2 separate regions of the Mus musculus genome follow, and region 2 is linked to region 1. The links are chromatin contacts, called in public promoter capture Hi-C maps. All regions are on one chromosome and are shown on one strand. Each heading gives the region's core, a stretch centred on a gene start, on an enhancer-like site or on the middle of the called end of the contact. The rest is flanking DNA. Distances are from core to core; before and after follow the strand shown. Region 1 holds the start of Zmat4 (zinc finger, matrin type 4). Region 2 holds the start of Adam32 (a disintegrin and metallopeptidase domain 32).

Region 1 (3,026 bases), core at 347-2,846:
AAAGGCTGTCACACCTCAGAGGCCGGGATGGGGTTGGGGGGGGGGGGATAAGTGTCACAGGGGTGTGTGAGGCACTGCTGAGAACCTCTTCCAGAACAATCTTATCAGAACTCCCACAACGGTTTAAGTCTGGGACAGAAATCGAACGGAGGAAATGCACCTGAACCCCGGGCATGCGCCAAATGCCAAGGACTTGTGATATCACCTGGAGACTGGAAACTCCAGAGGATGTCACGGGTATGTCACACCACTGCATGCCTTATGTCGACAGGCACAAAACCGGGGAACTACCTGTGTGTTAAAGCAGGGAGTCCAAGGCCACGTCCGTCACCTTCACCCCCACTGGGGACAGCCACTTTCTCAGTGGCCACTTACCTTGCACTGCCCTGTAGCAAAAGTTGACAGAGAGGATTGACCTCAGTCTCCAGGGTGGGAAGTGTGTCTCGGTGCAAGCGAGTCCCTTGTAGTCCCAACAATGTGGAATGTTAAAGAACCAACCAAGGGCCACGGTGAGCGTTTCTACTTGAAGATCAACTATCAGAAGCAGTGTGGACAGAGACTGCAGCACCATCTACCTGAACAGATGCACCTGAGCACCTAAGCTGACTAGCAGCCAGTGGCTTCCCCTCCCACCAGCCTCTCTTTCAGAGTGGCCAGGACCTCAGACCTGGGCCTCTCTTTGATGGGAGTGTAAAGCACCCCGGGATAAAATTCAGCTCCATCCCTGATGTTTTTCGGGACACAACAAATCAAGAAAGTGTTCCAGGGTGTTCAGGAGCTGATCAAGGAAGTACTTTCTTTGTCAACGGCAAGGGTTTCTTTTTCACTAAGTTGGGTGATGCGCAGATAGATGCTCACAGGGTCAAACAGGACAGGCTCCTACACCCTACGACATTTCTGTTTTCACCAGTGAAGACCGATGGAGATGGAGAGGGCAAAAGTAGCCCAGGAGAAGCTGAGAAAAGTTTGAGGACGGACAGGAATTGAAGGTCACAGTAGTTTGAGCAAGGCAGGTCAAGGTATAGCGGATAGGGCAGACCCGATGGCAGAAAATCCAATCAAACCAAGCTTGCTTCTGGAGCCAGCTCATGGATATGGTCACAGCATCATTCTGGCCCAGGAAGCGGCCAATCCGGGGTCCAGCCTCATCACCCAGCAAACCTAAGTCTACACATAACCCTGCAGGTCCTCTAGCCCCAAATCAGACCCATTTCCATGAACCTGAGCGCAGCTAATTAAGAGTAGTAAACAAGCCTTGCTCTTGGCGGTGCAGAAGTTTTCCCAAATTGTAGGTTTGTTTTCCTCCCAACAAAAGACAGTGGGTCTCCGCCTTGGCCACCTTTCCTCCCCTTAAACTTTTCTCTTCTCTCTGCAATCCTCCACCTGTGCTAACTGCAAGCCCGAGCGAAAACAGAGCGGAAGCAGCCCCCTCTCCCGGGACACAGATAAAGGTACCTTCTCCGAGAAGCAGAGGGGCTGTCGTCCGGAGGCTCGCCGCCCGGCGGAGCGCAGGAAGACACTGCCGGGATGGAGCACGCTGAGGATGCTGCGTTCCTGTCTCTGCGACCAGACCTTTCAGCAGCTCGGACCAACTGTGCTAGCGATGCACTTAGCAATTATCTGCTGGCGCCGACGCCCCGCCTCCTGCTCTTGTGATTGGCTCTCCAGTCCCGGGCAGGACTGCATTGGTCTCGGCCGACCTCACTCATTGCTTTGGCTTCTACTATTATCTAAGCCATCAAAGGAAATAATTCCATGTTTCATTGACAACCTGTAAGGTTCTCCTCCCGCCAGGTGTCGAGGGGGGAGGGGGGGCAGAACTGGGAGTCCAGAGAAGGGAGGGGAGGACAGTCGAAAAAGGTGGGGGTGGGCGAGAAAGAGACCGGGGTGGGAGGTGCGAGGAGAAAGAGAGAGAGGAAGAGAGAGAGAGAGAGAGAGAGAGAGAGAGAGAGAGAGAGAGAGAGAGAGAGAATATGAACTGAGGTTCTTAGTCCAGCATTTTAACTTCCACAAAACAAAGCCCATTGCAACAATTATCTGGCCTTATTTCCTCATTTCTCCCCCTTGTTGATAAATATTCCTGAGGCTTGTGGGAATCATAATGGGGGGTTTCTGTTAGTGTCAGAAGGCTCCAGAAAGCAGAACAAGGTTCAGGGCTGAAAAAACAGAACGATGCTTTTACACCTTGGAGGTCATCTGAAGGTCATTTCAAATTGTTCAGGGGGCATATTATATGCTTTGTCTTGTTCGTGTGCCTAATCCTTTTCCCTAAAGGTCGACAAACTGCCCCAACCCGAGGTCCCAAGTTCCCTTGGAACTCTACCTGAGGTCTGGAAGGAGCTGTTTCCAAAGTCCACAAAAGTCTGGGATGTCTCACCAGGGGTCACCAGGGGAGGCCCAAATGAGCAGGCACGTTGGATCTAAGCACCTGCCATGAGCCTGGTGTTTGTTTGTTTGTTTGTTTCATTATTCTATCCTACTTCCTTCTGTTAATTGCAGTCTCACAAATTATCAGCCAAAAGGGAAGGAGGAGAAGGAAGAGAAGGAGGAAGAGAAGGAAGAAGGAGGAGGGAGGAGGAGGATGGAGGAGGAGGAGGAGGAGGAGGAGGAGGAGGAGGAGGAGGAGAAGGAGAAGAAGAAGAAGAAGAAGAAGAAGAAGAAGAAGAAGAAGAAGAAGAAGAAGAAGAAGAAGAAGAAGAAGAAGAAGAAGAAGAAGAAGAAGAAGAAAGAGCCGACCTTCCTCCTACATCTGGTAAATGTTCAGCTTCACTCTCAGAAGTAAGAAGGGTTTTACTCTTTTCCACTTTCACGTCTGTTCACCGTGTAGAAAGATGTGATATAGACTCTGTTATGAAAAATGATTAAGGAGAACCTCTGAAAGAAAAGTCTTAGAAAATCTAGTTTCAAGGCAGAGGGCAGCTCATGGGCAGAGCTTAGCAATACCTGCCCGCTGTGTGCAAGGCTCTGAGCAGCTCATGGGCAGAGCATGTACCTGCATGCTGTGTGCTAGGCTCTTGATTTGCTTC
Region 2 (3,270 bases), core at 464-2,963, 1.3 Mb before region 1:
CCATTTGAACATGTATTAACTTAGGAAGACTAATTGCCAATAACGTCTGCATTTTCATCTTGCATGGATTAACAGCCATTTATATGGACTTATGTCTCTTAATGCACAAAGAAGCAGATATCTCGAAGGAGCTTACACAAGAACCACAATTACTAGATCATGATATACTTGGAAAGTGTGAAATATGGTGTGTACTCAGTTATTGGCTTCCATTTTTTATGATCTTTCAACTATAACAATTATGATAGAAATCGATTTAACACAATCAGTTATGGGCTTCCATTTTCAAATATCTTTTCAACTGTAATGACTATGACAGGAACTGATTCAACTCTCAATTTTCTTTATGCATCATGGTAAAGCATTGCAGCAGTGTTGTTTTGTTTGAAGTGCACACTCTATGGTACGAGGTGTTTAGTATACCCAAGCAGATAGGTGTCGATCGAACAGGAGCAGGGAGAATACTTCCAACAGTTGAGGTGTTACCAAACCACTTGAGAATTCATGAGCACTTTAACTCTAAACTCTGAATTTCAAAGCTTGATGTGAAGTCCTCTAGAATGTTTACATTTACTAAGGTGTGCTGGGTCCTGTCTCTTTTGACTAATATTTTCGTAAACATTAGGCTGGAGAAAGGAAGGAAGCAGTGGTTTCCTTAGATAACTACAGAATTATACTGGTCTCTGGGATTACTCTCTCAGCTGTATTAAAATGAATTTGTACTTTGAAAGGAATGATATTGACACTAAAATTTTAAACATTTAAATTTTTTCATAATCTTTCATAAAGAAGTTTAATAATAGGTATATTAACTGAATTTCATTAGTTTTTTAAAATAATATTGTTTGTGTATATATACATATTAAAATAAAAACATTTACAACAAATAAAATACTTGAAATTCTTGTTTTGTCGTCCTCTTTATAAATACATAACTATTTGGGTTCTTCTTAATTTCAGTGTTAGGGCTTTTGGCAAATGTGACTGCACTTAAGGAAAACACATTAAAAGATAGACTGTTCATTTTTTTTTTTTTTTCAGGATACTCAAGTACTTTAGCAGTTGGGTGTGTACTAACACTGGTGAACCAGCCCTAGTGAGAAATATGGCGGTGTTGAAGGCCACAAGCCCTCAGAAATACTAAGGAGAAAGTAGTTTACTGACAGGACTCTTGACTTAAGAAGCATGTGACTAGGGCGCTGCCATTCCAGCTAGGACAAAGGCTAAAATGTAGGTTCTTATGTCAAGGATCTGCCATTGCTGTATAAATTAACCATTCTGGTAAGCTCCTAAAAAAGGAAGGTATATGAATTTTAACTGAAGTGCCACGGAGAACCAGGTTGGAAGGAAGCCTGGCGGTCCATGGGAGCAGTGTGCCTGTGGAAATGTAGACCCCAAGGAAGAAAATCAGTTTAGGCTTTCTTGAAAAATTTGTCCACGCATCTTAAAATGCAGTCGTAGTTTAGCCTTAGAAAGAGTATAAACGTATGTGTGTACTTTTTTGACCTGAGCGCCCTCGCAGCCTCTCCAGTACTGCGCATGCGGGTTTCATTGCGAAGCAGCCTGGCTCTGTTAGAGCTGGGGTAGGTGGTGGAGGGGGAGGATGGAGGCGGGGTAGGGGGTTAGGGCGCTCCAAGGACGTGGCCCACGGTGGCCCCTGGCACGTGCCCCACAGCCCCGCGCAACGGCTTTACAACTGTCTAGGTACTCCAGGAGACGCCATGCTGGGCGCCATGCTGCACACACTGCTGCTGCTGCTGCTGGCCGAGCTGGGGGCCTTGCTGGCATCAGGACCCGGTGAGCGCTCCGCAAGGCGGGTTCTCTGAGATTGGGGGCACTTTTCTTGTAGGTCTGTCGTGCACATCATAAAGCTCAAAAAATGGACCCCAAAAGAACACTTCCCAACAGCTTCTGGAAACCACTTAAACTAAAAAAACAAATACCCAGTTTCCACAAGATAACTTTACTAACACGATGTACATGCAATAATAGTTCTTCTAGAAATAGGAAAGAAAAGACATTAAGCCACAAACCCCCAGGCTCAGAGAAAATGCAGCGGTGCGTGGAAGCTGGGAAGGGGCAGAATCTTGCTTAAGTTTTGGAATCAAGTAGGGCTCGGCTACTTGACAGGCAATGATCAAGCTGTTGTGAGTCCAACTGTCCAGCAGGTGCCAGTCCAACGCTTGCCTCTAGCTCTGAGGTCTGCTAATTTGTTGAAGCTGTGGAATGCATCTTTTGAAAGGTGAAGAAGGCATGGTTGGGGCTCTGAGTGTTCTCTTCCTGGTTTATTAGAAGTAAAGAATAAAGAATGTATAGCAACATCTAAAATATCAGCCTCATATCCTTTAGGTGTTAACACGCTTCAAAACTAAGAACCGTTCTTGGGGGGGGGGGGGGAGTAGAAAGTTGGCGTCGCTTTGCATTTTGTGGATCTCCTGAACCTGTGCTTCAATAAAGGACAACTAGGTTGTGTAGCTACTGCTTCCAGTCTTGTGCTGCAGGCTTGAGTAGAAGTGCAAGAAGGAGAACTTTAGAAGCCTTTTCAAGTAGTTGTGAGCTCTCTGCTTACTACACTCACACTGGACAAACGGAAAAAGAATAGTTGCAACGTAGAATTCAAAAACATACCAGCGCCGAAACACACCAGCGCCGGGCGTGGTGGCGCACGACTTTAATCCCAGCACTCGGGAGGCAGAGGCAGGTGGACTTCTGAGTTCCAGGTCTGCCTGGTCTACAAAGTGAGTTCCAGGACAGCCAGGGCTATACAGAGAAACCCTGACTCGAAAAACAAAACAAAACAACAACAAACAAAACAAAACAAAAACACACCAGCAAGCTTTACTATTCTTTATTTTTAATTAAAATATATCACTAATTCTTTTCCATTTCCTCCCTCTAATCTGTCCACCCCAACTCCCTTGCCTTTTTATTTAATATATACTAAATCTCTCTCTCGATATCTATATCTATATCTACATAGATATAGATATGTATATACCAGCAAACTTCATGAAATTCAATTGGATATAAATATTGAATTTTGATTATTTTATGTATGCATATTTTAATATTTTAATCTATTATCTTTAATTTTTAAAACTGTGGGAAATACAAAAAATTGCCAACAGCTTTTAAAAGATTTTTTTAAAAATTTAAACTTTATTTTCCGTATATGGGTATTTTGCCTGCCTACAAGTCTGTGTACCACTTGTGGGCCTGGTGTGCTTAGAGGTCAAAAGAGGGTGAATCAGAGAAGGTTCTCTAGAACTG

What was found. Promoter capture Hi-C pulls out the DNA fragments that hold promoters and counts their contacts.
Region 2: a contact with region 1 is called in a promoter capture Hi-C map of liver, with 2.9 times the contacts expected there. The contact joins the promoter of Adam32 here to the promoter of Zmat4 in region 1. A contact is called at or near these places in 5 of 39 promoter capture datasets (the C10 cell line, embryonic stem cells, liver and 1 more).

Annotation. Positions count from the first base shown.
Region 1 is chr8:23,668,231-23,671,256 of GRCm38.p6, reverse strand. Zmat4 (zinc finger, matrin type 4) reads right to left here and starts at 1,596. Exons shown (of 7, transcript NM_177086.4): 1 at 1,456-1,596.
Region 2 is chr8:24,947,247-24,950,516 of GRCm38.p6, reverse strand. It overlaps Adam32 (a disintegrin and metallopeptidase domain 32), which reads left to right and starts at 1,713. Exons shown (of 22, transcript NM_153397.2): 1 at 1,713-1,797. The coding sequence starts at 1,722. It overlaps Adam9 (a disintegrin and metallopeptidase domain 9 (meltrin gamma)), which reads left to right. Exons shown (of 22, transcript NM_001270996.1): 22 at 1-906.